Regions from separate parts of the Mus musculus genome. Here region 2 is linked to region 1. A link is a contact called in public Hi-C data. All regions are on one chromosome and are shown on one strand. The core of a region is the stretch at or near the end of the contact, and the rest is flanking DNA. Distances in the headings are between cores, read along the strand shown. Region 1 overlaps Ncam1 (neural cell adhesion molecule 1). Region 2 has its middle 61 kb from the start of 2310003N18Rik.

Region 1 (5,020 bases), core at 1,397-3,896:
ACGGTTTTGACAAGATCTGTCCAACACTAACTTGGAGCCCTTTGCAGCCCTCCACAGTGCTTAGCTGTAACATGTTATAATAAAGAATCCTTTGTTCAGTGTTTTGTGCTTTTATTGGAGAAGGGTAAGAGATGGTAGACTATTGATAGTACCATAACTTGAAGCCTCCACTCACTCTTCAGAGGGATCTTCCCAACCTTGCAAAGCTGTCTGCAGAAAGAACAGCTGAGCAGACAGGGTGGACTTTACCCTCGGGCCATCCAGTCCATTGGCACCCGTTTTCAAATGACTTCAAGACAAAGCTTCCATCTGCATCAAGTGATAGGATTCATTTTAGGCTTAACGTTGTTTAAGCTCATCGACTGGGCTGGCAAACAGCTTCTGCTTTTCCCGGTGGAGTCAGCCTGTCCAGCATCACTCTGCTCAAAGAGCAAGACCAATCAATAGAGGTATTATTTGCAAAGGTAAAGGAGAAGCTGACCCCAGACAAGGCTAGCAAAGATGCGCAGGCCAAGGTGAGGAGCGTGGTCCTTGCCATGCTGCTAGACGTGAGCTGGTACTGCACAGTGAGACTTTTCCTTAGGCTCTTCATGTGTGCTCTGTGGCTGGTTTGGAAAGGTACCACTAGGTTTGGGAGAGGGGCCAAAAAATCAGGTTAAAATCTAGCGTTACAACAGGAATCTATTTAATAGTGGTATGATTTCTTGTGCAAATATTTCTACAAAACATACCTTTTTAGGAATAGCAAAGATTATATTTCCTTTGCTTGGTGCATTGAAGTGGGCATGCCCTGTAAAAAGAAGCCCATCTCTTCTGCCTCAAGTGTGAACAGAATATGTACACATTGCACATCTTTGTCTCAGCAAATGAGCCTTAATAGTTCATGTGCCAAGAACACATTACAAAATTGGGGAAGAATTAAGTATCTTTTGCTAATGCTCTCTGAACATACTTTAAGGATTTTTTTTCCTTTTTAGTCATCTGCAAAAGCCATTTGAAAATAGCATAAACTCTTATAATTTAGAAAACTGGTGTGTTGTACTGTATATTGTATACTCATATGCAAGTGATTTTCAATATGTCATGCTCTCTCCTATGTAGAGCCATTCAAAAGAGGTTGTGGGAAACGTGGGGTATGACAATTGACACTGTTGTCTTGACTGAATGTAGAACCACCCAAGAAACAAACCTCTGGATGTGTCTGTAAGGGAAATTCTACATTGTGTTAGCTGAGATGGGAAGACCCACCCTGAATATGGTATCATTCCATGGGGCTGGGGTTCTAGACTGAAGAGTACGCAGCACGAAAGGCCATCCCTGTCTCTGCTATCTTTCTGTAGCTGCAATGTGACCAGTTGGGTCCCATCCCACTATGAATCGCTGTGCCCACAGAACCTGTGAGGGAAATAAAACCACCCCTCTCTTAAGCTCCGTTTGTCCCAGTGAGGAGAAAGGCACCATGGGCTTACAGATGTCATCAGTTTGCCATGCTTCCCTTGGCTTTAACCCTAGCATATTCTGAGCTTGCACAGAACACATCCTACCACAATCCCAGCATCCAGCATGTAGAATGGCACCATGCTGACACTTCTGCTTTGAGCCCTATTAGAATGGCTGTGGCAGTGCTAGTGACCCTCCAGAAATTTCTAGGTGAGGATTTTAGGCTTTGGGGGATAATGAAAATTATTGATTTACTTCAAATCTTGATCCAGCTGTATCGAATGAAGATACAGTCATGTACAGCATAAAAATTTAAATTAGCAAACCACCCTCAGGCCCGGCAAAGCCCGTGCCACTTATGAACCCGTGAGACTCAGCTATTAGTTTATAGCTGGAATGGAATATGAAGGCACTGACCTATGAGAGTCAGATAATAATACAAAGTACTTGATGTCTCAAATCAGGTTGGGGGCAGAGTTTCCAATGCCCAGCAACCATAAGTAAGTATTACAGGCAACTCTTTACTCCCCATTGGCTAGATCATTCTGATTGCTTAGACCTGGGGGCAATTAATAGCAATAATTGGAAGAGAGGATATGCCTTAAAATGCATTACTAACTTTTTATTTTTTTTAGTTTGAGTATCATGAGGTTCTGCTGGTATTGCATTTTATCCTTACATAGTCCTCTGTAAATAAGACTTTATCACGTTTTTTTCCATTCAAATCTTGTCTTCCGTGGGGTTTCTTTGTATCACGCTATCGAGGTACACAGCATCTAAAAGTGTGGGGAATCATTTTATGCTGCACTCTCTGAGGGCCTTGAGCATGGGTTCTTCGGGAGTGACTGTGCTGGGGAGGAGTTTTGCTTTTGTTTGGCTGTTATTTCAGCACCAATGGGTAGATGAAGAACCTGAATGAGCTCACACTATTCTCAGGCAGTTACCAATTACACCTATTAAGAAGCCTTTAATGGGAAAGAGTGTCTTGGACTTAGGCGGAAGTTTTAGCTGGGCCAGGTCTCTGATCTGTGGCCTGACAAAAATCTCATTTATAGCCTTTGGTGTTTGTCCGAGTAAGGAGATGGACTTGGGCCAACCCAGGGCCTTTCTGAGGGAAACTGGGCTCTGCGTCCAGCCTGTGGCTGTGGCACAGAGAACGGCAATGAGCTAGACTTGGAGAGGAATCAGGCAGAACCAACCACCAAGTATCAAGAAACACTAACAGGACTGGGGTGTAGCCTAGTGGCAGAATGCTTGTGCAGCAAATGGATAGCCCAACCTCTGACCTCTAGCTATAGCCAATAGGGAAACAGTAGCAGGGGACAGGATGGGAGAGAAGTGCACAGGAAATTCCTCCAGGCACATGGGCAGGTGAGGCGGAAGGACACCCTTGAAGCAGCAAATTCTTTACAAATTGTGACTGACTGAGATCAGAAGGCAAGAAGAAGACTGGGAAGGTGGCTTTCAGTGAAGTGAGTCCTTTCCAAGCACAAGAATCATACATACTTCAATTCTCAGAAGCCCGTAAAAGGCCAAGCATGGGGCTTGCAATTCTAGCATGTGCATTCTAATCCCAGCACTGTGGACGCCAAGACAACAGGATCTCTGGGACTCACAGGCCAGCCAGGCCAGCCTACTTGGTGAGTTCAATGCCTGTAGGAAACCCTATGTCAAAGAGAAAAGCTGTATAACACCCCGAGGAATGACATCACAGGCTGTCATTTAGCACTCACACAGAAATGCATGGCAGGAATGGAGGTCATTTTTGGTGGTTTTCCAAACATGTCACCATTCCCTATTTGTCACCTACAATTCAATAGGTGCCCTGGTGACAGAAACATGGCCACGAATTGTTATTTACATCTGTGTTCTTACTTTTCCTATAGTCTTCATCTTGGTTGTTCTTTAACAAGCGTTGTTTCATTATCCCAGGGAAATACTTAGGGAACATGTGTGAACAGCTCATTATTGTAAATTCTTATCACTCATTTTCTAAACATACTTTGTCAAGGGAGAAAAACAACAAACACAGGAATGTAGGAAAGTGCTATCGAAACTTTGAGCAACTAAACAATTCTGTGATTTAGAGTTAATAAAGACAGCTCTGTCCTGAGAAGCCCTGCTTTGTCTTGTTCCCTTCCATTCTTTTCGATGATTTTTTAAATGATGATCATTTGGAAGTGTTTGGAAGAAGTAATTAGTTATTTGATCTTGGAATCCTGATAAAATATGCTGCAGATTTGAGAATCAGAAGCCACAGGGTCACATTCTTCCAGAATTATGTATAAAGGAAAAGATATTTTAAAAAAAAAATCAGACATCTCCATTTCTCTTGACCTGCTACTACCCCCTAAGAACAAATCTAAGTTCTTTCACAGGGATCTGGCAAGCTCTGGTTCTTTCCCTCTCTGCCATCTCTCCCTGTTCTCCTCTTCTCTTACTTGTCTCCGGTCACATGCACATACTTTCCAAGTCCATAGATATTTCTGACTCTTTCGTTTTGGAAGACATTTGTGCTTTTTTCCCTCCCTCTTTGAAATTCTCTTTTCCAGCTCGACATGACTAGGGGTCTCCACTGGACTAAAATGTCCGTCTTGAAGAGGGCTCCCTCCAGGGCGTCTCTTGCTCCTTCTCTTCATAGACTGGACATATTCTCTATAACACACATGGTCTCCCATTTCTGTATCTCTACTATTTGCTATACATTCTCTGTCACCTCTTCTACAATGAGTCTCTCATTGAACCTACAGTGCCTTGCTAGATTCCTGGCTCTGTTTTGGTGAACAGAATTAAAATATGAGTTGAGAACTGAAGCAGGAAGCCATGACTCTTTGAAAATGGAAGAAATCTGTATAGGAAAGAATCTAGAGGCGTAACTGTTGGAGTCGTGTTCCTTTGAGGCACAGAGAACTAGAATGAGCCACCGAAGGACAGATAAGGGAGCAGAGACATGACTCAGCCTAGTGGGGGCTTCCCATAAAAGTCTCTTGACATGAATTTGATTTCTCAAACCAGCAGAAAGGCAGGAGGATAAAATAGACTTCACAAAGTTGTCCTCAACTTCCACACAGATGCCTTGGCATGCATCCCACCTCCCAGTAAAAGTAAAAACTAATTAATTTTTGAAAGATATAACAAAGAGAGAAAACCCTTTCTATGAAAAGCAAATCTAAGGAAATCAAGTATTTAAAGTGCCAAAAATCCAGTGATTGCAGGGTATAGACAAAGTCAATTTAAGTTGTTTTCTTTAGAAATTGTTTTTGGGGAAAAATATTCAAATTTGTGCCGTCACCATAAAATTCAGAGGAGAATGATAAAACACTGGACAAAGGTAAGAAACTCCTTTATGGCCACATTTAATAGAAGAGAAATGCGAAGGAAAAGGAGACTTGGAAAGGAAGTATAAAAGAGAGGACTTGGATGATGGATGAAAAAGAAAGCAGAGATAATATCTGGAGCAAGGATGTCCTACCCACTGACAACAAGATGTCTATAAACAGCTACCCAGGGACACCTGCGGCCTACAGTTCTCAAGGGGAGCATACCTGATCCTACTTAGAGAGGACAGGAGGGCAGACAC
Region 2 (5,020 bases), core at 1,769-4,268, 510 kb before region 1:
GAATCCAGAAGCAGTGATAAGATGTTTTTAAGCATCTGGGTACACAGATATATATATTGACCTCTGCCTCTAATGTCTTTCCTGGGTCTGGCCTGAAACGTGTCGCGTATCTATCATCACCTTGCCCATCTCAGCCATGTCAGGACTCAGGCTTCAGAATTTGTAACTGTAGGCAACAGACTAGCAACTCTGTTTTCTTTCTGGGACCCTACAGGAACAGGAGAGTTCCCCATATGAGACTGTAGGTCAATGGGTATGGAGAATCAGGCCAGACTAGGTAGGATTTACTCCAGCCAGATGAGCAAAAACAACAGTGAGATTCGGTGATTGACATCTGTGCATTAGCTCTAGACTCCTGAGGAAATGCAGTCTACCATGGAGCTGTAACATATATCATCTCTTCCAGAGTAAGAAGAAGCAGTTGGACCTCCTATCTATTAATCACATCTGCCATTAATCAGGGTAACTCACCATAATTGTGATTACAGTTGGGAATCAATTAATGTTCACCTTAAAATAACATGTAGAGAGGAAAGCAATTAATGTAATAGAGTTAGAGCATCAGAACGACACAAATGTTATTGACAATTATGAATCATGGCTTTCGGAGTGATGTCCACGGCTTTCACAGAAAGGTTGACAGTGAAAGGGAAGACAGGATCAGGTAGGAACCAAAGACCACCCCTCTCATCATCATCCATGGAAAAGCAGCATGCTTGGGACTTTCTGGCTATCTCCTCTCCACCTCATGGCTCAGCTATAACCACTCAACCTCCAAGGCCAGGAAGAAACAGACTGACAAAGGACCACGGTTTCCTGTTCTTTACCACCAAAGATCAAGTTTATTATTATACTCAGACTTGAATCTGTATGGCTGTTTGTTTGATAAGTGTCATTTTGAAGAGATTTATTATATTAAATAGGTTTGACCTAAGCTGGACACAAAGCAGTATTTTAAACTCATTCTGAACTCGCCCTCTCTCTCTCCATGTGTGTGTTTGTATGTATGTGTCTTATATGCAATTATATGTGTGTATAGAGCATGTGAGTTGTATATATATGGCATGTGCACATGAATGAGTATGTGAGTTTCTTTTACAGTTGTTTGCCTCATTCTCTTGAGACAGCATCTCCCAGCCTCTCACTGAACCAGAAGCCTGTCATTTTGACATGGCTGATTGACAAGTAAATCCCTGGATTTTCCTGTTTCTTCCTGACCACTCCAATGCTTAGATTACAGGCACATGTAGCTGCCTGGCTATTCTACAGAGGGGCTGGGGACTTAGCTCCTCATGCTAGCACAACAGACACCGCTGCCCAATGAGATACCTTCCCAACTCAGCTTTTTTTTTTTTTTTTTAAGATAATTGTGCAGTGTGTCTCAGAATGGCCTCAAACTCTGATAATCTTGCATCAGTCTCTTGAGTGCTTGGGTTATAAGTGTGTGTAACCGCCATTCCCAACCATATTGTGGTTTTCAAGAAGCACTTCTGCTTGTTTATACTTCCACTACCCTTTAAGAAGAAAATGAGATCAAAGCTACTGTGGATATCTTTTAGCTGTGGAAAGCTAGTGTTATTATATAAAGAACCTGCTAAGGTCACACGGTGACTTAAGGCAAGAAGAGACTCAGTACACTGCCTTTCCCCTAGGTCTATCCATAACTACCAGGATGACCTAACTCACCATGGGTTGATCAAGTTCTCATTCAAGTGAAATACTCTCACTTTCTGTAGGAAGTGCTCCTTGTGAGGTGTAAAAGATCCCTCAGTTCAACCTCTCAGACCTGGAGCTATTCCCAAAACTTGAGCATATACAACTTCATCTAGAAGTGCTCAGAAGGGTAATTAAACAGAGCCTTCATTTTCCAGATGAGAGGACTGAGGCTTGGTGTGTGTGTGTGTGTGTGTGTGTGTGTGTGTGTGTGTGTGTGTGTGTGTGTGTGATTAGCTCTACATCCAGCTTTAGATTGAAACTGCACACTTCTAGTGTTGTCTATTTGGTTTATTTCTTAAACTCTTTCTCTGAATATTTATGTATCTACCTTCTGAAGAGACATTGCAAGTGATCTTGAATTCTGCTACATCTGAAGTTCCAGGGTTCACACCCCAGACACTTTTATCCCATCTATAGAAGACTCTTTGTATCTATCTAGTGCCTGGAGGCTGAAACCTGGGGCTTCTTAAATAGTCCAAAGCACAGTTTGTTTGAAAATGGCTACAAGGGCTCTGATCCCCCATTCCCCCTCCAAATAAGGGCTTCTTCTGGTCTTGCCCAAGGACTGCCATGATCCTGTTTATAGCCTCAGTGGGAAACTGGAATTGGTAAGTAAGATTGTTACCCACAGTAAATGGGTAACAGTGATTTTGGTCAGTTGCCAAATAAACTCCCATTGATGTTTCTTCTTCTTCTTCTTCTTCTCCTTCTTCTTCTTCTTCTTCTTCTTCTTCTTCTTCTTCTTCTTCTTCTTCTTCTTCTTCTTCTTCTTCTTCTTCTTCTTCTTCTTCTTCTTCTTCTTCCTCCTCCTCCTCCTCCTCCTCCTCCTCCTCCTCCTCCTCCTCCTCCTTCTTCATTTAATTGATGTCAAAGCATAGACATTGTGCAGGGGAGTCAGGGGAATATCCAAGAGTGACTGATTCTTAATCCTTACCAGTGGGCCATCCTAAGATTTGCAGGGGCCCAATTAAGTATGGCTTCTCTTTAAAATCAATGCACACATCTCCTCCATTAGGAGTTAGTGTGGCAAAGGCCTCCAAATCCACTAGATGGCAGTAGTCGGTTAATCATGTAGGAAGGGGTTGCCTAGAGAAGCAATTCCCAACAGAGCGGCCACGCTCCAGGATTTATAATCAAGTCCAGAATGTCTAAATATAAAGATACTTTCTCCCTTCCTGCATTCCCCAAAGATTACTTTCACTCTTTTTAATTATTATTTAAAAATAACAGCTACTCTGGGCTAGACTACACAAGACTATGGCTGAAAAGAAACAGGGGCATCCAAGCCTGAAGCAATGGCTGGAGAATTCGGGAGTCAGCATAGGTCCAGCTCGATTCAGCTGCCAACTCCTCCTACAAGCAAAAGGTTTCTTCCGAGCTCTTTCTAGCCACCACTCTGCAAGCTTCCAGGCCTTCAAATCAGAGACCTCATCCAGACCATGAGCCCCAAACCACAATTTACCACATAACTACGCTGAGCTCTGAACCAAACCCTAATATTAATTTATGGGACCACAAAGCCATTACAAAGTTACGTTCTATTTTCCTTATAGAAAGAAAGGGAAGAGGGAGGGGGTGAAGGGCAGGGGGGGGGGGGGATAGGAAACGAAGTCATACATAGGAGAGATTTGAACTGAAATCAAATCTGTGTGTTTCCTAGCTAGCGCTCTGGAGCAGGGGCTTCAGGAAGTTCTCTGAATCTGACCTGAACCAAGTGTATATTGCACAGCCCCACTCCCCTGGCTTGAGCCATGGTTCTCTGAAACAACCTTGTTTTCCCTCTGAAGCTGCTTTCAACGCTATCCTGGCCTCCAATACTGGAGTCTCACAGTAGGGTTGTGTGGAATTGACCCTGGAATAGCCTTTTACAGAGACACCCCAACTCTTTTATGAACACTCCTTATTAGGCCATTTTCTTGTTGGTCTTTGTCTTTTCTTTAGCAGCCAAAGAGTCTGGTGGTTGGATCTGAGATTTATGTGGGACACTTGGCTAAAATATAAACAGTGGTTTAGAGAAGGGGAATCTGCTTCGTGTCAAAAGGAAGACTAGGCTTGGGGCCTCCTGGAAAGCTAGTTGGATGCTTATCCACAGAACAACATTTCTGTCACTAAGGATTCTGGCCCAGGCTAGCTGGCTAGGGCCTGGCTGCAGAGCACAGTCAGGTTCATACCATGTGTTAGACCCACCCTTACCTGGGTTAGCAGGGAGGGAGCCCAGCACTCTGTTCATAATCATTTGTGGCCAACAGTGCTTGGCTTTCTGCAAACCAATCACATTGTGTGTGTATGTGTGCACTTCATTTTACCCATTAATTGAGTAACCCCCTGAGGGCCATGAGCAATACAACCAGGTTTTATAAGGTTTGGAGTTCGTACAACTCTGAGGGAAGTGGGACTATAAGAAAATGAAGTCAAGATTCCAAGGATAGTATTAGACAACAATGAAAATATTGATTTAGAATGACACAGACTGAATCGCACTCTTACAGAATGGCTTCTCCAGCCAGGGAAACTGGATCTCTTCTGAATGGAGGTCTTGGGAGGCATACTCTGAGAGTTTCTAGATAAACCGTTCTTCACAGTGCCCTGGTGACGCTGAAGAGGCTCACATCCCTTGTCCAGGGTCAGACTTAATATGGGATCCAATTCAATTGCGAAATCAAAACTTTTGACTCTCATGGTCAAAATTTGCCCTCCCAGCACACAGCACAGAGACTGTGTAGGATTGTGAACTCTAGGGCGGCCTGAGCTACATAGCAAGCCTCTGTGTCAACAATCAAGGGCTCTAGTCATCTTTATCATCTCTTGAGTTGGTGTGTTTCCATTACAGTATAACATCTCCCTTTGTCACCAGACTGCTCCGGGGCTCTAGGGTTACACCTTGGAACAGTGCAAAGCTACTGTTGGTTTGAGTTAAAAAGGAGTTCTTTCCATAGTTGTGAGACCAAGAAGAAGCAAGGTGAAGGTGGAGGGGCTAATTCCCCTGGAGAGAACCCACCTAACTTATCCCAACTCTGATAGGATGCAAGCTCCATTCTTGTTTGTTTGTTTGGGGGTTGTGTCACTCTCTGCTGCCTAGCCTGGCTTTGAAGCTGAAGCAATTCTAGGTATTGGGATTACAGGTTTGCTGCACCATGCCCAGCTGCAAGCTTTGCATTTTTCTGTTGCCCTGAACCCTTGAGGGGTTTGATCTTCAGCAAGAAGATAACTTCCAGGGGGTGGGGAGAGACTCCATGAGAGGATGATAGGTCTTTCTGAGGCAGTGGCCTATCTGGGTCAGTTCTGGGCAAGATCCTGGGGCCTC

What was found. Hi-C and Micro-C count contacts between places; a contact is called where the count stands out from the background.
Region 2: a contact with region 1 is called in a Hi-C map of uterus, with 5 times the contacts expected there. The contact joins two enhancer-like sites. A contact is called at or near these places in 2 of 15 datasets of contacts at CTCF or cohesin (the NIH/3T3 cell line and embryonic stem cells), 34 of 484 Hi-C or Micro-C datasets (the HL-1 cell line, MC3T3-E1-derived osteoblasts, adipose-derived mesenchymal stem cells and 16 more), 7 of 115 datasets of contacts at active chromatin or transcription factors (the NIH/3T3 cell line, astrocytes, embryonic stem cells and 1 more) and 1 of 9 other capture datasets (embryonic stem cells).

The regions. Positions count from the first base shown.
Region 1 is chr9:49,656,162-49,661,181 of GRCm38.p6, reverse strand. The region is part of intron 1 of Ncam1 (neural cell adhesion molecule 1); the gene reads left to right. Among named protein-coding and RNA genes, the nearest start is that of Gm11149, 140 kb to the right of the region's middle. Within about 2 kb of position 2,646, at least 24 of the 459 cell types and tissues checked have an H3K27ac peak or open chromatin away from gene starts, as enhancers often do. A contact at or near this core is called in cerebral cortex and uterus, where this site is marked.
Region 2 is chr9:50,170,024-50,175,043 of GRCm38.p6, reverse strand. No RefSeq gene overlaps it. Among named protein-coding and RNA genes, the nearest start is that of 2310003N18Rik, 61 kb to the left of the region's middle. Within about 2 kb of position 3,018, at least 35 of the 459 cell types and tissues checked have an H3K27ac peak or open chromatin away from gene starts, as enhancers often do. A contact at or near this core is called in cerebral cortex and uterus, where this site is marked.